Regions from separate parts of the Mus musculus genome. Here region 2 is linked to region 1. A link is a contact called in public HiChIP or PLAC-seq data. All regions are on one chromosome and are shown on one strand. Each heading gives the region's core, a stretch centred on a gene start, on an enhancer-like site or on the middle of the called end of the contact. The rest is flanking DNA. Distances are from core to core; before and after follow the strand shown.

What was found. HiChIP or PLAC-seq counts read pairs in DNA pulled down with a chosen protein or histone mark.
Region 2: an HNF4G HiChIP or PLAC-seq map of pancreatic cancer cells shows a contact between it and region 1. The contact joins two enhancer-like sites. A contact is called at or near these places in 3 of 115 datasets of contacts at active chromatin or transcription factors (the 230-238 cell line, cardiomyocytes and pancreatic cancer cells) and 1 of 9 other capture datasets (embryonic stem cells).

What each region holds. Positions count from the first base shown.
Region 1 is chr14:25,153,375-25,157,422 of GRCm38.p6, reverse strand. No RefSeq gene overlaps it. Among named protein-coding and RNA genes, the nearest start is that of 4930572O13Rik, 12 kb to the right of the region's middle. Within about 2 kb of position 2,197, at least 39 of the 459 cell types and tissues checked have an H3K27ac peak or open chromatin away from gene starts, as enhancers often do. A contact at or near this core is called in the 230-238 cell line and pancreatic cancer cells, where this site is marked.
Region 2 is chr14:25,343,923-25,347,970 of GRCm38.p6, reverse strand. All of the region lies in intron 1 of Zmiz1os1 (a long non-coding RNA gene), which reads left to right. Among named protein-coding and RNA genes, the nearest start is that of Gm41113, 33 kb to the left of the region's middle. Within about 2 kb of position 1,795, at least 65 of the 459 cell types and tissues checked have an H3K27ac peak or open chromatin away from gene starts, as enhancers often do. A contact at or near this core is called in the 230-238 cell line and pancreatic cancer cells, where this site is marked.

The DNA.
Region 1 (4,048 bases), core at 948-3,447:
ATGTTTGTCTCTGTGTTTATATGTGTACATTTCTCTGCATGTTTGTGTGTGCATCTGTGTTTATGTTTGTAAATTTCTCTGCATGTTTGTGTGTGCATCTGTGTTCATGCTTGTGTGTGTGTCTGAATATGTTTATGTATGTCTCTGTGTATATTTGCCTGTATGTTTGCTTGTGTATGTTTCTCTTCCTCTCCTCGCCCCCCTCTGTGTGTGTGTCTGTGTTTCAGAGACGCTTCTTGCAGCCTGTCTGTCTGAAATGGGCTTAGCTGAGATGGCAAGGAGAGGAGTGGGCATAAGCACAGCAGGCCCTCTCTCAGGTGAAGAATACCAGATATGTGACACAGATGTGCTCACAGGGTTCTGCTCCTAAGACAGGAAAGTATAGAATAGGCAGTCCCACTGTGTGAAAGTAAAAGAATCAGACAGTGGTTCTACAGATGATCATGTGAGCACAGAGGACAGTATGTGGGGACTGCTGGTGGCCTGGACATTGTGGAGATGGCTTGCAGAGTGAGGTCGTGAGGCAGGAGGAAAGGATCGGAGTGGGGAGAGGAAGTTATCCATCCATGAGGGATGCCATCCAAAGCAAACTGGCACACCTGCTATGGCATTTGCATGCAAATGTGTATGAAGGATGATTGAGAGTCTTTGATAAAATGCTGCTTTCTGCACAAGACAGTAATAGTACATGTCTGAGAGGACCATCTTGAGGATCAGACGATGACATTGCGGGTGAGGATGAGGGAACCATCTGAACTCACATCTTCTGGGAGACGCAGGGGGTGGTTGCCTCTCTGCTGACACCCAGCCTGGCGTCTCTCTTGTACCCTCCAACTGCCTTGCTAAGTAAGCATGAAGCAGACAGAACTGTGATTGACTTGCTGAACACATCGATCATTAGCCATTCTCGAGGGCTACAAGTGTGGATCAAAACAGATGACAGCCCCCTCACTGTAGGTGGGAGGCTTTCACCCTGTCAGCCGAGAGCTCAGCAATCACAGCGGCAAAGCAGCCAGCTCATTCCAGTTTAAAAATAACTGGAAATGCCCACTTGAAGTGCAGGCGTGACAAGGGCAAGGCTGACGGGTGGGACCGTTGGATGATTCTGACATTAAGCTGTCTGTGGTCAGACATGCGCAGTCGTGCCCAGGAGACCTGGGAGAACTGAGCAAGTGGCTCTTTCTGTACAAAGTGACTTCACTCACTTCCCTCTGTGCTCCCTTCCTTTTGCCTCTTGACTTCACCTTGTAGAGAAAGTCATGCGTGCTAATGCTTCCCTTAGCCCTGCATCAGCAGCCTTTTCATAGATCAGGAAACAGGCTCAGAGAGGTGAGGGAGCTTCCTCCAAATTTGAAGGCAGGTGTGTGGTAGGGTCACAATTGAACAGCATACTACAGTGAAGCAGCTTTGGAGGGGCAGCTTCCTGCAGATTGCTGGGTTTGTTTACTGTGAACCTCACAATGCCTACCTGGCCCTCAGTACTATCTAAACCACAGTGTATACTTTGGAATTACTGGAATGTGACATCATTCCGTGTGCATCTGCAATGACATATGTGATTCACGGGGCCATTCGTCACTGAAGTGGCTTGGGACATGAGCTTGCTGCGGCAGCATGAGCCCCCGAGTTTCAAGCCACAGAAAAAGCTGGTCAGGGCTGCTCTTATCTGTAACACCAGCATTGGGGGTGCAAAGACAGGCAGATCCCAAGAGTTCCCTAGCCAACCTGCCTCTCCAACAGAACGATGCGTTTCTGGATCACTGATAGCCAGTCAAAAGGCAACAAGGCAGAAAGCAATAGAGGAAGACATGTCATACCGTGCTCTGCATGCACACTTTCCGTGAAAGGTTCATGCTGGAAGTATTTGTCTATGTCCCTGTGGAGACTCCTACAAAAGAGAGAAAACACACTGCCGCTCCCTTACAGATTGCCTGTGACTACTGTGAGTCTGGGCAGCTGACCTGGAGACTCCTTCCTCTTGCACTTACAGGCCCAGCAGTAGGACACAGAGGGTCTTGGTCTTGTTGTCAGTCCCATCTCTCTGTGAATGCGCAGACTGCACAGAAACTCGTGATGGCCACTTTAGCTTCTGTTTAGATGCCTCTCTGGGAGGGGCACTCACTTCCTTACTACTCAACTAATAAAGAGCTTCAACTGTGAGTAGCTATACTGTTTTCTTCAAAATCAGTATAGGTGAGGGCCCCAAAGAAGGAAGGTGTCTACTTCCTGATAGTAAGAGTGACTCACAGGCATGGTATACTACTCTGTGCCCTCTTTTCCCTGGCAGTCCTTTGATGAGTTGAAAATAGGAACCCTGAACCTGTTTTCACTCTGAAGTTTATGTTTGAGCTTGTTGAAAAGGGTCAATTTTTTTTTTTTTTTTGGCTAAAGAAATAGATGGCTCAGCAGTTAAGAGCACTGGCTGCTCTTCCAGAGGTCCTGAGTTCAATTCCCAGCACCCACATGAGAGCTCACAGCTGTCTAACTCCAGTTGCAAGTGATCAGACACCCTCACACAGACAGGCAGGATATCATTGTATATGAAATAAAAAAACAAATGTGTAAAAATAAGAAAAAGAGAAAATGATCAGTTTTCTTCTTCTTCATTATTAGCACTGAGAAGTGACTCTGAGATCTGAGGAGAGTACAGTCAGGACACGCTTAAATGACACCAGGGGACTCTTTGTTTCCATCCTCTACTTCCATGTGCACCCTTGAGTTGCCTGGGCCAGACAGGAAGCATGCTGATGCCCACTGAGGAGCTGGTGACGTCTCTGGTCCAGGAACTCCCAAGGCTCAGCTCTGGCTTCCTCACCCTGGACACACACACTTGATACATCGCAAGCCCGGAGGAGCTTCTTGCACTGCCCACTGAATGATGTGGCCTGGTCCTCCTCCCTGTCTTGTTTGTCAGCCCCTCTGAGCTCACTGGAATCCACGGGTTTGATAAGGAGCTTTCTATGACTCCATTCAAGTGTTCACAAAATTTGTTTGAACAGGAGAGAGTCAAGGACAAAGGCTTATCTCAGGCTCTGGAGAGCAGCAGAGCTGACAAGCCGAACAGCAATGAATTAATCAGCATGCGCAGAGCATGGCTCTTGAAATGACTGTGTGTCCGCCTTCCTGATTGCGTGTAACCTCAGCTAGAGCTCTCCCTGGTACCGTAGAAGGTAGGGCGAAGATTTAGAGTGCACCTCATGGGTCAATGCATTGTACTCAACTGCATAGTCACACACCATGGACAGGTAGGAGGAAGGAGGAATAAAGGGGAAGGGAGGAAGAGATGGGGGAGGGGGAGGGGAAGCTAGGGAAGGATGAAAAGAAAGGGCAGAGAAGGAAGGAAGGAAAGAAGAGAGGAGGAAGGGAGGGAGAGGGAAAGGAAGAGAGAAGGAGGGGCTGAGGGCGGGGGGGGGGGAAACCCAGATTGTTTTCCAAGGGTTGGTGTTGGAGTAGACACCCCAGTTGCCAGGATAAGCTGCAGTGTAACTTCCCAGAGAACACCTGGGGTTTTGGTAGAGAGCAGCTCAGGTCCATCCCAGTCACTGGCCTCTATATGTGGTCGTGTGTCATCCTCAAATCTGGAGACTTGCTCGTCTTCGTTCATCTCTTGGACTTTGTCAGGAACCTGCTCTCTCTCAGCTGGTCACTGGGCCAGCAGCCAGGCACACAAGATGGAGATACAGGCCAATCAGATTCACAATGTCTTTGCCTCACCATTGACAGCCAAGGAGCCTTTCTGCCCAGTGGCCAGAGGTCTTGAATGCATCTGAACCCCTAGGAGGTTTCTCTTCCCTTTCTGGAGTCCAAAGAACCTCAGAGGAAGGAGAACAAAGGCTACTATCATCGATTCACGCTGCATTGACCATGGGTAGCAGATCCATATCTTCCCCTCCCTCCCCCCTCTGTCTCTGTCTCTGTCTCTCTCTCTCTCTGTCTCTCTCTCCCTATCTCTCTCTGTCTCTCTCTCTGTCTCTGTCTGTCTGTCTGTCTGTCTGTCTGTCTCTCTCTCTCTGTGTGTGTGTGTGTGTGCGTGCACTCACATGTATTT
Region 2 (4,048 bases), core at 546-3,045, 190 kb before region 1:
CAGGACAATGGAGGCTGGAGGTGGAAAGCCATTTGTCCCTACTGCCTTGCTCAGGAAGTATCTACCCAAGGCATCCCGTCTCCTTTGGTAGGTGAAACTTCACACTCAATGCAGGCCCTTGAAACTCTGTCTCATTCACCCATGACACCTCCTCCTCCTCCTCCTCCTCCTCCTCCTCCTCATCCTCTTCCTCTTCCTCCTCCTTCCATAAAGCCAGCAGATATTTCCTGGACACCTATTATGTGCTGGACTCTGTACTTGTGTCTGGACAAAGCAGAGTCACCAGGAGACACTTCTTGTTCTTAGTATTAAGGGATGTGAGAAAGAACATCAGATGACAAACAGTCTCTTAGAAGGCTGTGTAAGGAGCTGGATAGGTTACGGACTCATAGGTAAGGTGGTCAGAGAGTGTCTCCAAGGAGATAGCCTAGAAGGCATTCCGTTCCTGTAACAAAACACCAGAGGCTGAGTAACAGAGAGATTTATTTAGCTTCGTTTCAGAGGCTGGAATTCTGAATCTGGTGATGTCTCTGGAGGGAGCCCTTACCATATCACAGCACAGATGGCATCATGGCGGGTGTGTGAGTGATGAGACAAATCGGGAAGCCAGCTATTTTTAGTGGGACTGGTTCTTTAAAGAGAACTGGCTCTTACAGGAATGAAGTGAGGTCCCAGGAGAGTTACCTTAATACCACCACAAGGCAGTGCCCCAGTGACCTCCCTCCCTCCTGCTCGATGCCACCTCTCAAAGGCCTACCATCCTTCATACCAGCACACTCAAGGACCAAAGTTTTATCATATAAACCACACTTGAACCATTGCAGGAGGGGACACTGAACCTTGAGATCTGAGTCTAAGGTCAGGGAAGGGTGTGTAGAAGTTAAGGACCTTGGCTTGTTCAAGGCTGTTGTTTTTGCTCAGAGTGGAGGGAGAGTGATGGCCCGGGGCCAGCAGTAGGATTGCATATGGCTTTGCAAGGCAGGAAAGGGGCTCAAGTTTTATTCCAACCAGATGAGGAGACTTCAGAGGGTTTTAAACAGACAATTGATGGGATCCAATTACTTTCCAAATTAATTGAAAGTAGGAGATTGTGAGTTGAAGTTGGAGGGGAGCCAGGTGACTCTGTACAGTTCAATTCCAGGTGGCTACAGCTTGGCCCTGTGGAGAGAGGGGCCTGAGATATGTCTCTAAGGTGGGAAGATGGGTCTGTTAGAAGAAGATATGGAGGCAGTCAGAGAAGGAGGGAGGGAGGGAGGGAGGGACGGGGCGGGGAGAGGAGAGAGAGGGAGAGAGAGAGAGACAGAGAGAGACAGAGAGATAGAGACAGAGAGAGGGAGAGGGGAGGGGGAGGGAGAGGGAGGGGGAGGGGGGAGAGAGGGAGAGGGAGAGAGAGAGAGAGAGAGAGAGAGAGAGAGAGAGAGAGAGAGAGAGAGAGGCAGGCATGTAAAGTGAGACTCTGATCTGATGGAGAGAGGTAGTCATTAGGACAGGACAGATGTGGGGTTGGGTGGGAAGGGTGATTTGACCCTGACCCCACTGATTTTGGACTGGCTATGAGACAGCCAAGTGGAACAACTAAACAGGTAAATTACCATTGCGTTGCTGGAAGGGTAAAAGTAGGGTCAATGCCAGATTGATCTGGGTCTGTTTCTTCCTTTTCTGCTTTCATGATGTAGCCAAGGTCATTGCAGCCTGAAGATATCACAGCCAGAGCCCAAGGCCTTCCCTGTGTGTGGTCTGTGGTGTCATGACATCCTGGAGGCCAGTGCCAGCCAGGGGCTGACGTCATCCATCATGTGTTTCTGTCCTCCCCTGTGTCAAGGGTGGGCATGGCTCCAAGCCACTGATTGTGAGAAGAGCTGAGCTCACCTTCCTAAGTACTCACAGTGCTTAGGACTAAGTACTGCAAGCAACCACAGGCCTGGAAAGTAAGAGTGGAGGCCCCTCACTTTACAAAGGGGAGTGAGGTACAGGACACCAAAACTGGATTCAGATAAGCAAGTTGAATACTTAGCTACTTCCTTTTACATCTATGTTCAGTCAGTAAATAGTTGCTCATTTTCTTATTCAGGGAGAGGGAAACTGAGGCCTTGTGTGTGAGCAGCTTCTAGCTGAAGTGTTTACAGTCCAAAGATCCAAGAAGCCAAAGCTCTGTTAAGTGGTTCTGGGGCCAAGGTTCCCTTGTCAGCTGTTTGTGACAAGCCTTTGACAATACAAACAGCAGTGGTCTGGGGAAGCAGAAGTATGGACAGAGACACACTGGCTGAGGACAGATTAGCTGGTGGTTGGGAAGGAGAGACCCTTGGTTATGTTAGACTTCTTCCTTGGGGGAGCTGCTTATAGGACAGGGGATGGTAGGGGCCTCTTCATGGGCTGGGCAGGCTTGGTCCCGGCTCTTCTGCTGACTGTAGACTGACTGTGTGCCTGGGGGCAGGTTTGCAGTAGCTATGACCCACGAACTAAGACTGGGTTAGAATGAAATCTTCAGTGAGTAAATAGCAAGTACCTACGGTGTGCCCTGCTGTAGCTCAGCCCTGCCATTAGTCAGTTTATTATTTAGTGACAGTGCAGGCAAACAAACACTGAACAGTCTGTATATTGTCTCTTCCTGGTGAGAGGGAACAGCAAACTTAGGCTTCCTCTGGAGGTATGTTAGCATTGCTGTGGAGGAGACGTGCTTTTTAAGATGGACCCTGAAATGGGGCCAGTGGGCAGGCAGGGGGGATGGCGTTGACGCAGGCTCAGAGGGAGGGAAGCAGTCACATCCACAGTAGAAAAGAACTTGATTTTTTTTTTAAAAAAAGGATTTAGTTAAGTTTTTTTTGTATGTACATGATTTGTCGGCATGCACGTGTGGGTGCACCTGTGTGCAGGTATGGGGTGTGCATGCTCACTGAACCTGGGCCTTTTCATCCTGACAGTCGAGCTGTTCAGTCTGCTCCTGCTAGTCTGTCCTGTATCTAGAGCCCTGGGGATCATAGGTAGGTCACTATGCATGCCAGGTTTTTATGTGGGTGCTGGGGTGCCAAATGCAGGTCCTCAAACTTACACAGGAAATGCTTTATCCATGAAATCTTCTCCCTGATATTTTTTAAATATTTTTATTACATATTTTCCTCAATTACATTTCCAATGCTATCCCAAAAGTCCCCCATACCCTCCCCCCCACTTCCCTACCCACCCATTCCCATTTTTTTGGCCCTGGCGTTCCCCTGTACTGGGGCATATAAAGTTTGCAAGTCCAATGGGCCTCTCTTTGCAGTGATGGCCGACTAGGCCATCTTTTGATACATATGCAGCTAATCTAGGTTAGGTTCACATAAAATGAAACAAGCCATCCAGGCACATAGATGAGCAGTGTTTTGGATAAGCTCACGCTTGCGTGACTGTGCCCTGTCCAGCCTCATTGCCGGGTTCCCACAAGTATCTGAGGTTTCCTTGTCTAAACTCCACGCGCCTCAGTCCTCGAAGGGGAAGTGTTTTGTGTGTGTCCTGACAACACACACTTGCTCACAGGCGGTGCTTGTTGTGTGCATAGAACTCACCTGGAGGGAGAAGTGATTATACCTATTGCATAAATGGGGATGCTGACCAAAACTGATGCCACATGTCCAAGGTCACGTGACTGGGGCAGAGACAAGACTGGCATGCAGGCTTCCAAAGATGCTTCTGCAGACCAACTGGGCCCTGCCGAAGAATCCAGATTCACAACAGGAGCCCAGGCATCCAGCTCTCAAAGCTTCCTAGACCCAGGATCTCACCAGCCTCTGGAGAGCAGACAGCCCAGTCTGGTCTGACTAAGGCCCCAGGCACAGTGATCTGGGGTCATGATACCCTCAAGGTGACATCTTTCATAGTGGCATCTGGTGGTGGGAGGGTGGGGGCAGCAGGGCAGACAGGTGGAGCAAGGAAATTAGACTCCGAGGCACAGGACAAAGGCCCCACTGCTGGTCTCCCCGGGCGAGCATTAGTCCTTGCCAACAAATGGACTACAGCTTCTCTCATTAACTTGTGGAATGGTGTGTAATAATAAAACGCCCCTTAAAGC